3 separate regions of the Mus musculus genome follow, and regions 1 and 2 are each linked to region 3. A link is a contact called in public ChIA-PET and HiChIP or PLAC-seq data. All regions are on one chromosome and are shown on one strand. Each heading gives the region's core, a stretch centred on a gene start, on an enhancer-like site or on the middle of the called end of the contact. The rest is flanking DNA. Distances are from core to core; before and after follow the strand shown.

The links. HiChIP or PLAC-seq counts read pairs in DNA pulled down with a chosen protein or histone mark. ChIA-PET counts read pairs in DNA pulled down with a chosen protein or histone mark.
Region 1: a contact with region 3 is called in a CTCF HiChIP or PLAC-seq map of the NIH/3T3 cell line, with 10 read pairs. The contact joins two enhancer-like sites. A contact is called at or near these places in 1 of 15 datasets of contacts at CTCF or cohesin (the NIH/3T3 cell line) and 1 of 484 Hi-C or Micro-C datasets (nephron progenitors).
Region 2: an H3K27ac ChIA-PET map of liver shows a contact between it and region 3, with 4 times the contacts expected there. The contact joins two enhancer-like sites. A contact is called at or near these places in 5 of 484 Hi-C or Micro-C datasets (liver and pancreatic cancer cells) and 2 of 115 datasets of contacts at active chromatin or transcription factors (heart atrium and liver).

The regions. Positions count from the first base shown.
Region 1 is chr3:60,194,741-60,197,472 of GRCm38.p6, reverse strand. No RefSeq gene overlaps it. Among named protein-coding and RNA genes, the nearest start is that of Gm24382, 68 kb to the right of the region's middle. Within about 2 kb of position 1,257, at least 11 of the 459 cell types and tissues checked have an H3K27ac peak or open chromatin away from gene starts, as enhancers often do. A contact at or near this core is called in the NIH/3T3 cell line, where this site is marked.
Region 2 is chr3:60,167,391-60,170,228 of GRCm38.p6, reverse strand. No RefSeq gene overlaps it. Among named protein-coding and RNA genes, the nearest start is that of Gm24382, 41 kb to the right of the region's middle. Within about 2 kb of position 1,513, at least 38 of the 459 cell types and tissues checked have an H3K27ac peak or open chromatin away from gene starts, as enhancers often do. A contact at or near this core is called in liver, where this site is marked.
Region 3 is chr3:60,407,385-60,410,084 of GRCm38.p6, reverse strand. No RefSeq gene overlaps it. Among named protein-coding and RNA genes, the nearest start is that of Mbnl1, 92 kb to the left of the region's middle. Within about 2 kb of position 1,349, at least 225 of the 459 cell types and tissues checked have an H3K27ac peak or open chromatin away from gene starts, as enhancers often do. A contact at or near this core is called in the NIH/3T3 cell line and liver, where this site is marked.

The sequences.
Region 1 (2,732 bases), core at 8-2,507, 210 kb after region 3:
AAGAAAGTATAGGCAATCAAAGAGTGACTACTTCTTCTTTCAATGTCCTTATGTAGGCTTCCAGCAGGTGTGGAGCAGATTAAGGTGTGTGCAGCACCACACCTGGATCTAAAACTTGCTTTGTTCCAGGTTGATCTTGAATTCAGAGATCTGCTTACCTCAGTCTCCTAGACTTGAAGGTGTGTACTACCTTGCATGGGCCTAAGATTTTCATGGCCACTATGCCTCAAGATCTCCATAACAAGATCCATGTCAGAAACTTGTCTTCCATTCCTCAAGATCTGGATCACAGGTAGACCCTCCAGTTCTGGAGTTCATTCTAGATATAATCAAGTTGACAACTAGGAATAGCAGTCACAGATGCCTACCCATGATGGAGAGTAAACATGAAGAAAAGTCTACACAGAGAGTCTATTAAAATGATTTATCTTTCTTTACTGTTGCTAGATATTTTAAATATTTTTATGAAGCTTATTCTCTTTGCTTAACATAGTATATTAATGGGCATATGGATTCTCAGTCTTCATTTTCATGTTGGGCTCACCAAGTATGTGTAAAAAGCCTATTTGTAGTTCTCTTACTATTTGATTTAAGGTCAAGTTTATTCTCAGATTGGGCTGGAGACCCTGAGAGTAAAGAAATAAAATTATGCTTCCCAATGGTCAGTTCCTCTTTTCTAGACTACACTAAATTTATTTTATTGTATAGACTCTTACCCAGATTGGGAGAGAATCACTGATCCATCGGACTCCTCCTTCTCCTCCTCCTTCTCCTCCTCCTCCTCCTCCTTCTCCTCCTCCTCTTCCTCCTCCTCCTCCTCCTCTTTCTCCTCCTCTTCCTCTTCCTCCTCCTCCTCCTCCTCCTCTTCCTCCTCCTCCTCCTCCTATTACCACTACTACTACTACTACTACTACTACTACTACTACTACTATTACTACTACTACTACACACAGGAAGTCTATATATGTATATACATACATATAAACATAATAGAAACTACTGCAATAATTCTTAGATATATTATCAGTAGAAATGCTAATAATATTTATAATTTATAAACATTCTGTAAACTTGGAGGTTGACATATGTTTTGGGGGTGTACATGACTCAACACTCTGCAATGTTGTGAAAAATGGTTACGAGTTGGTAGCTTAATGCAAATTCAGCGTATAGAATAACATAAACTAGAAGGCTGTGCTCTTTCCTAAAATTCCAGGAGTACTTGCCCTGGCTATTCTCAGCACGTAGAAGCTGCCACAATCCATGACTCATAATTTCATTTTTCTTTGCAGGCAGCCTCACTGCATCACAGATCCTACAGTTTATCTGACTCATCAAACTGCAGAAAGGTTCTCCACATTTTAGTAATTAAACAGTTACATTGGATAGAAGCTTTAACTTGATGATAACCTCAATATCCCCATGCCATGTAAAATAAAATTCAGAAATTTCAAAGATTAGGACATGGATAACTTCAGAAAACTGTATTCTGTATGGTCTACTGGGCCAATGTTATTTCAGACCCATAGTTGAAGGCAGATTTGGAGTTCAGTGAGTATTACTATTTTTCCAGAACCTGATGACGGTGTCCTCCTCAATATAAGCAATCTGATACACTCCAGACAAAAGAAGATTCTATCATGGCTCCATTCACTTCTGTGCCTTTTACCTGCTCCACCATCCTCATTGCAAGCTGTAGCTCATCCCATGAGAGCTGCAGAACTTGAAGAGGTGATCTTCTTAAATACTTATTTGAACTCTTTGTCATGCCATAGCACTAGGTAGTTCTTCCTTTGTGTCTCCCCCACCCATCTCTCTCTCTCTCTCGCACACACACACACACAAAGAAAAAACCATAAACATTTTACTAGTATTGGAATTCTTTAAATGAATTGACATAACCATTTATGTAAGAGGCGGGTCAACCAGATGACTAAACTAAAATATAGCCCAGTTGTTTCATGACATATAAGCTCCAAACTATTTTTTAATTAATTTATTTTTTATTACATATTTATTTCATTTACATTTCCAATGCTATCCCAAAAGTCCCCCACACGCTCCCCCACCCACTCTCCCACCCACCCACTCCCACTTCTTGGCCCTGGCTTTCCCCTGTACTGAGGCAGATAAAGTTTGCAAGACCAATGGGCCTCTCTTTCCACTGATGGTCAACTAGGCCATCTTCTGATACATATGCAGCTAGAGACACAATCTCTGAGGGGTACTGGGTAGTTCATATTGTTGTTCCACCTATAGAGTTACAGACCCCTTTACCTCCTTGGTTACTTTCTCTAGCTCCTCCATTGGGGGCCCTGTGATCCATCCAATAGCTGACTGTGAGCATCCAAATCTATGTTTGCTAGGCCCCAGCATAGTTTCACAAGAGACAGCTATATCTGGGTCCTTTCAGCAAACTCTTGCTAATGTATGCAATGGTGTCAGCATTTGGAAGCTGATTATGGGATGGATCCCCGGATATGACAGTCTCTAGATGGTCCATCCTTTCGTCTCAGCTCCAAACTGTGTCTCGGTAACTCCTTCCATGGGTGTTTTGTTCCCAATTCTAAGAAGGGGCAAAGTGTCCACAGTTTGGTCTTTGTTCTTCTTGAGTTTCATGTGTTTAGCAAATTGTATCCTATATCTTGGGTATTTTAAGTTTCTGGGCTAATATCCACTTATCAGTGAGTACATATTGTGTGAGTTCTTTTGTGATTGGGTTACCTCACTCA
Region 2 (2,838 bases), core at 264-2,763, 240 kb after region 3:
TTGTATAGGAGTAGGATGATCCTGGGAACAGCTATGGTGACTTTTATTAACACAGTAAGCACTGTGATTTTGATTTTCAGGCATAAATCAAGGCACAAAGCAAGTTCAATAAAGAATGAATAAGAAGGGTAGCTGCTTGGACAGGCACTGGTCCTCATGGAAAAAGCTTTTCTTTTTAGCATCTTCAGAAGGGATGATACAGATCGGGTAACAATTTTCTGAACCCAGGGACATAAATCTTCTCAGCCCTCATAAATTGATCTTTGTGAGGTTTTATCCTGAAGAGCAAACTTTAGCAAAACAAGCAAGCAGGCAGGCAAGCCAACCCTGTCAAGGTGCTGCCAAATATGTGAAATCATGGGACACACATCATTCCAGTCCAGCTTCAGAGGCAACAGCAGCACAGTGGTGTGGGGGAAGGGCAGGGGGATGGGAATTTCTGAGACTTCCTGTACACACTGCCTTCTATCATCTGATCACTCAGAAGTTCTGGCTCTGGAGAGGCTTTTATCAACCAATTAGCAGAAACACCCAAAGCAGCTAGCCCACTTAACTGTTGGGTAAGTCTGTGGCCCCTTTGATGTTTGGCCTTGGCACACCAAGTGGTAATTCACAGAAAGATAAAAAGATTTAGGGCACTAAAAGACTATTCTTAGTAGATTAAAGCCTCGTTGCTAGTTCAATGACAAAGGTCTTTCAATATATATTTTCTTTCCCATCTAGAGTAAATATGCAGTCATCCTATGTAAATAATGAGAGAAAATTACAGCACCGGAGAGGAAGCCAATGAATGAGAAAGAGGTTAAATAACAGTCTAACGCTGAAGGAAAAGAACCTGTGTTTGCTAAGACAAATTTAATATCTTATTCCGACTCTTCCTTCATAAAAATTTTAAAAGTACCAGACATCTTCCCTATAAACCTTTGCTCCATTGGTGGCCCTGTAGTTACTGATTCTTGCGACCAATCCTTCTAACCTTGACTTCATTCTCTTTAGCCATAACAACAACAAAATGTCACCTAAAGGAAATTTAAGTGGAGAAACACAAGAAGACAGTGGATACTACTGATGTGAATTCCTTGAGAAGTGAACACAGTCTCTCTCTCTCTCTCTCTCTCTCTCACACACACACACACACACACACACACACACACACACACACACACACACAAACCTTGAAACTGGAACTGAAACTCAATGAGTGAGCTGCCCTGAGATATGTGAAGACCACTGAAGATGGACAACAGAGAAGGGATAAAAATAGACTTTAAATACAAGAGCTAAGAATGGGATATGGTGAGGGAATGTCAGACCTGAGGATGGCTGAGCAGGAAGAGGCCTTGAAGAGCCTTAGTAGTTTACAGAGGAATAGGGAAGAGGAGAGAAAGCTTGCTAAAAGATTTGTTACATTTCCTGTTATTTCTGTGTTCCTTGGAGGATAAATGTTAAAGCAGGTGCAACACACTTGTTTGTAGAGATTACTGGGTAGTTGATTAACTAGATAGTCTATCTGCTCTTTGTCCTGTGTCAACATAGACTCTTGCAGCCTTTGTTAATTGAAATGCTGATACCTTGGTAGATGGTGCAGTGCTTGTCAAATGTTTGAACCTAAGAACGTTAAATGTAGAAATAACTCTACCTTTGACAGAGATGATTTTAAAACAAGACAACTAAACAAAAACTTTTAAGTGCTTTCTATGAAGGGATAGTAAAATTTAGCATAGTTGTATTTTCTTTTATCTGGAAAGATTAAATACTTTGAAGGCTGTGTTCTGAGTTCCTTAACTCACTCTAATTAGTTGTCTTTGTTGGCAAGCAAGAATGTGAGCAAGTACGGGGACAGATGAAGAAGGAAAATGAAGCACATTGTTTAGCATAAATCTGCATGCTTCCCTGGAGTGTGCACTGCTGTTGTTTTGAGCAGTCTATGACACTAGGCATTGAATGTAACTGTAGGAGAATCTTTGCATCTTTGTAAAGGATTTGCTGATTTTTCCTTCTATTTGGACATTGCATCTTCTGTCTCTTGTTATGTGCTTAGTCAGTTGTCATTGATAAAAAAAAAAAAAAAAAAAAAAAAAAAAGGAAGCCTAGCCAGCCTCTTTTAAAAATTTAGCTTTAATTTTTGGCAATGTTTTTCCATGAGAACTGAGCATGGGAAACACTGTATTCAAGGGAAGAGCAGAGTCCAGGAAAAGGAATGTAACTTGTAGAAATCAATCTTCCTTCTTTCCCCTAGGACCTAGTCCTAGACCTATTTCCTTCAACTCTCTCCAGGGACTTCGCCTGATTAGACCTCAGTTCTTAATCTGATTTTAAAAAAAATCCCTGTATTACAAGATCTCTATGCTTCCTATATGAGCTGGTAGTTTATTTTTAACCATCATGACAACTATTGCAGAACCACACTGTGAAATCAGAACAAAGTGTGCTGGAATCCATGGACCAATCAGCTCTGCATGACGCAAGCTTTTGGAAAACATGAAGGACCTGCAGTGCTATACGCTTTTGATTTTTTGAACTTATAGTATTGGTTTGTTTGTTTTTGTGAAGTCCTACTCCTCTGCCCTCCCTTTCCATACCTGCCCTCCACCATGGAATCCTCCCTCCTAAACAAACCTAAACTAAACTAAGTAAATTTCCCTATTGAAACTGTTATATGTCACAAGGAGTGTCACAGTTTACCTTTCTTTTTTATGTTTCAGTTCTTTTTTTTCTTTTATTGGATATTTTCTTTATTTACATTTCAAATGTTATCACCTTTCCCCTCCAAGAAGCCCCCTATCCCATCCCTTCCCCCCTCCCCCGTGCCTCTATGAGGGTGTGCCCCCACCACTA
Region 3 (2,700 bases), core at 100-2,599:
CATTACTACACAAACTAAAACTTCCCATAGCCATTACTAATTTTTATAGTTTGGACACAGTGGTATTCTTTTTCAACTTTTCTTACTTGGGTCAAAACTCTAAATAATTTACCTAATTGGAAATATAAGAAACTTAAAACATATGTACAGTCTCACTATATAAACTACTGGGCTTCGAAGGACTAAACTGCTCTCCAGACACTCAGTGAGTCCCATTTACAAAGAGCAATAACTTTGCAGGATAACAGTCATTTATTATTGTCATGATTTAGCCAGTGTCTGAGCATCTCAACTTTTCTTAAAGATTTTGGAGTTTTTAAAAATAAATTATAAATTATATATTGTCTTTGTAGTTCATTAACCAGAAAACAAAATGCATGATTACAAATCTGGTATTTCCATACTTGATAATTAACATAAAAAAATCCCATTTCTTACCAAGAAGTGAAAAAGGACTATCATGTTTCCAATTAAAGCTACATTTTAAAAATGCACTACATCCATGTATACAGCTGTGCATTCTGTAAATCATCTTAGATATCCTCAAGTGCTCTGTGTTGCTTTAGATTGATATTGGTGAACTGATCCTGTCAGCTGCTCTGGAACACAGCTGAGAACATGGGCCCTGCACTGCCCCTGTAACTTGTGATCTCACAACTTCTTTGGTGGGGAGCTGGCAAAAGGGATTGCTGTTACTATTCTATTTTAGCTTTTCAGTAAGTGCCAACAAACAAAATTATATTCCTTCCCTTTTATGGCTTTCTTCAAGGTCCTGGACAGCAGAGAAGGCATTTGTGAGGCAGGCAACATTACAGTTAGTGTTAAGTAGCTTATATTTTAACTGCAGGGAATTTGCAATCAGGTCTATACATATTTTGGTTCTTTCTCACAAAGTTACTTGAAAATAGGAAAGAAAAAAGAAGTGTGCTTTATCCCTATTTCTTTTGTTTTTCTTCTGAAATGAGATGACCTTTTAAGAACACCCAGGGAAAGTCTCCTAGTTTGGCAGAGACAGGAAGGACTGAGTCGGGTGGAGTGAAAACGAAAGTAGAGGCAGTCGACACATCTTATTTATATCAAATAATTTTGAAGCAGAAAAGAGAAGTTATTTTCTTTTTGTCACTGAGAGAGGTACTTTCAGCTTCTTCTAAAGGCAGACATGAACAGAGGCTTGGAAGGCATGCAGCCGCTGCTTGGAAAAATGCAAAGGTTTTTTTTTTTTTTTTTTTTTTTCTAGAGTCCTGGTAGCTTGCCACTAAAAACAGTTGCTGCTCCAAGACGTCTGTGGCTCATGCCAGACATTCTATCAACAAAGCAGAGCACTATGGCCTCAGACATGTGTGTGGACTTTTCATGAAGACAACAAAGTGATCTTTAAGATAAGCACGGAGAGCAGAGTCGTGCCACTTAGAACTGGATCAGGAGGGGTCAGCTGGGACCTCTCTGTTCCTGCTCTGATCATACATCCAAAGATCCACTGAAGGGGAGGGACAAGGGCAATCAGCCAATGCTGTGTTCATTTACAGGATTATCACGTTACCTTTCTGGTTACCTTTCTTCAGACGTTACATAAGTAATGTTCTTTAACACAGAAATAGACAGTTTCAGGGATGACAAGAGCTTCTGTTTGCTGGTTAGGTGAGTGAAGTTCACAAAAAGCAAATATGACTGCAATCATGAGCTGCCTGTGAGTAGAGACTTGAGAGAGAGATTTGTTTCATGAAGCAATAAAATATAGTTAAATATGTTTACTTTCAATGGTAAGGAAAGCTTCTGTCAATGTGTATTCCACTTTAGATCAGAAGCAATATTTTCCTCCTGAAAAAAAATACCTCCTTTATCATAGAAATATAAAGACATGAAAGTTTCTTTTATTCCTAAATTGGCTTAAAATATTTCTAGAAAATGGTTTCTGGGTTGAAGGGATGGTTCATTGGTTAAGAACACTTGTTGCTCTTGCCTAGGACCTGGGATTGGTTGCTAACATCCACGTGCCAGTTCACAAATGGCTCTGTAACTCCAGTGTCAGGTGATCTGATGTCCTCTTCTGATGTCCATAGTAGGCACTGTATTCACATGGTGCACACACTGAAAGCAAAAAACTCATACCTGTAAAAATATCTAAGAAGAGAGAGGAAGAGAGAAAGTGAGTGCTATTTCTATAAAGATAAAATGGCATGTCATTGTCATTGAATATTTCTATAGTAGCAATCAACAGCATGTAACTGAATCCAGTCTCTGTGTCAGAGCAGATCACAGTTTGGCCACTTTAAGTGATTCCCCCACTGAAAGCCCTCAGCTATACACTGGCTGTGCCTTTCCCCAGTTTCTAGGTTGAGAAGTATCTGTTTTGCAATCAGGTCTTCTCTCATTAGTCCTGTTTTTCTAGTAATGGCAACTGAAATAGATGCATGTGGTTCTTTCCCTAGGGGGATTATAAACACGTAAAAGAAGGAGGCATAGGTGTATGATGAAATATTGTGTAACCGTTGACTGCTATGTTGCTATTTTCTAATGGCAAAGGAAAAATTACATCATATGACTTGAAGTGAAACAAACATTTAGAAAACATTTTTAAGCATACAAGTCACACACACACACACACACACACACACACACACACACACACACACATATATATATATATATATATTACATGACTTATAGGATTTGGAGATTTATTTTCTTATTTTTCTTTTC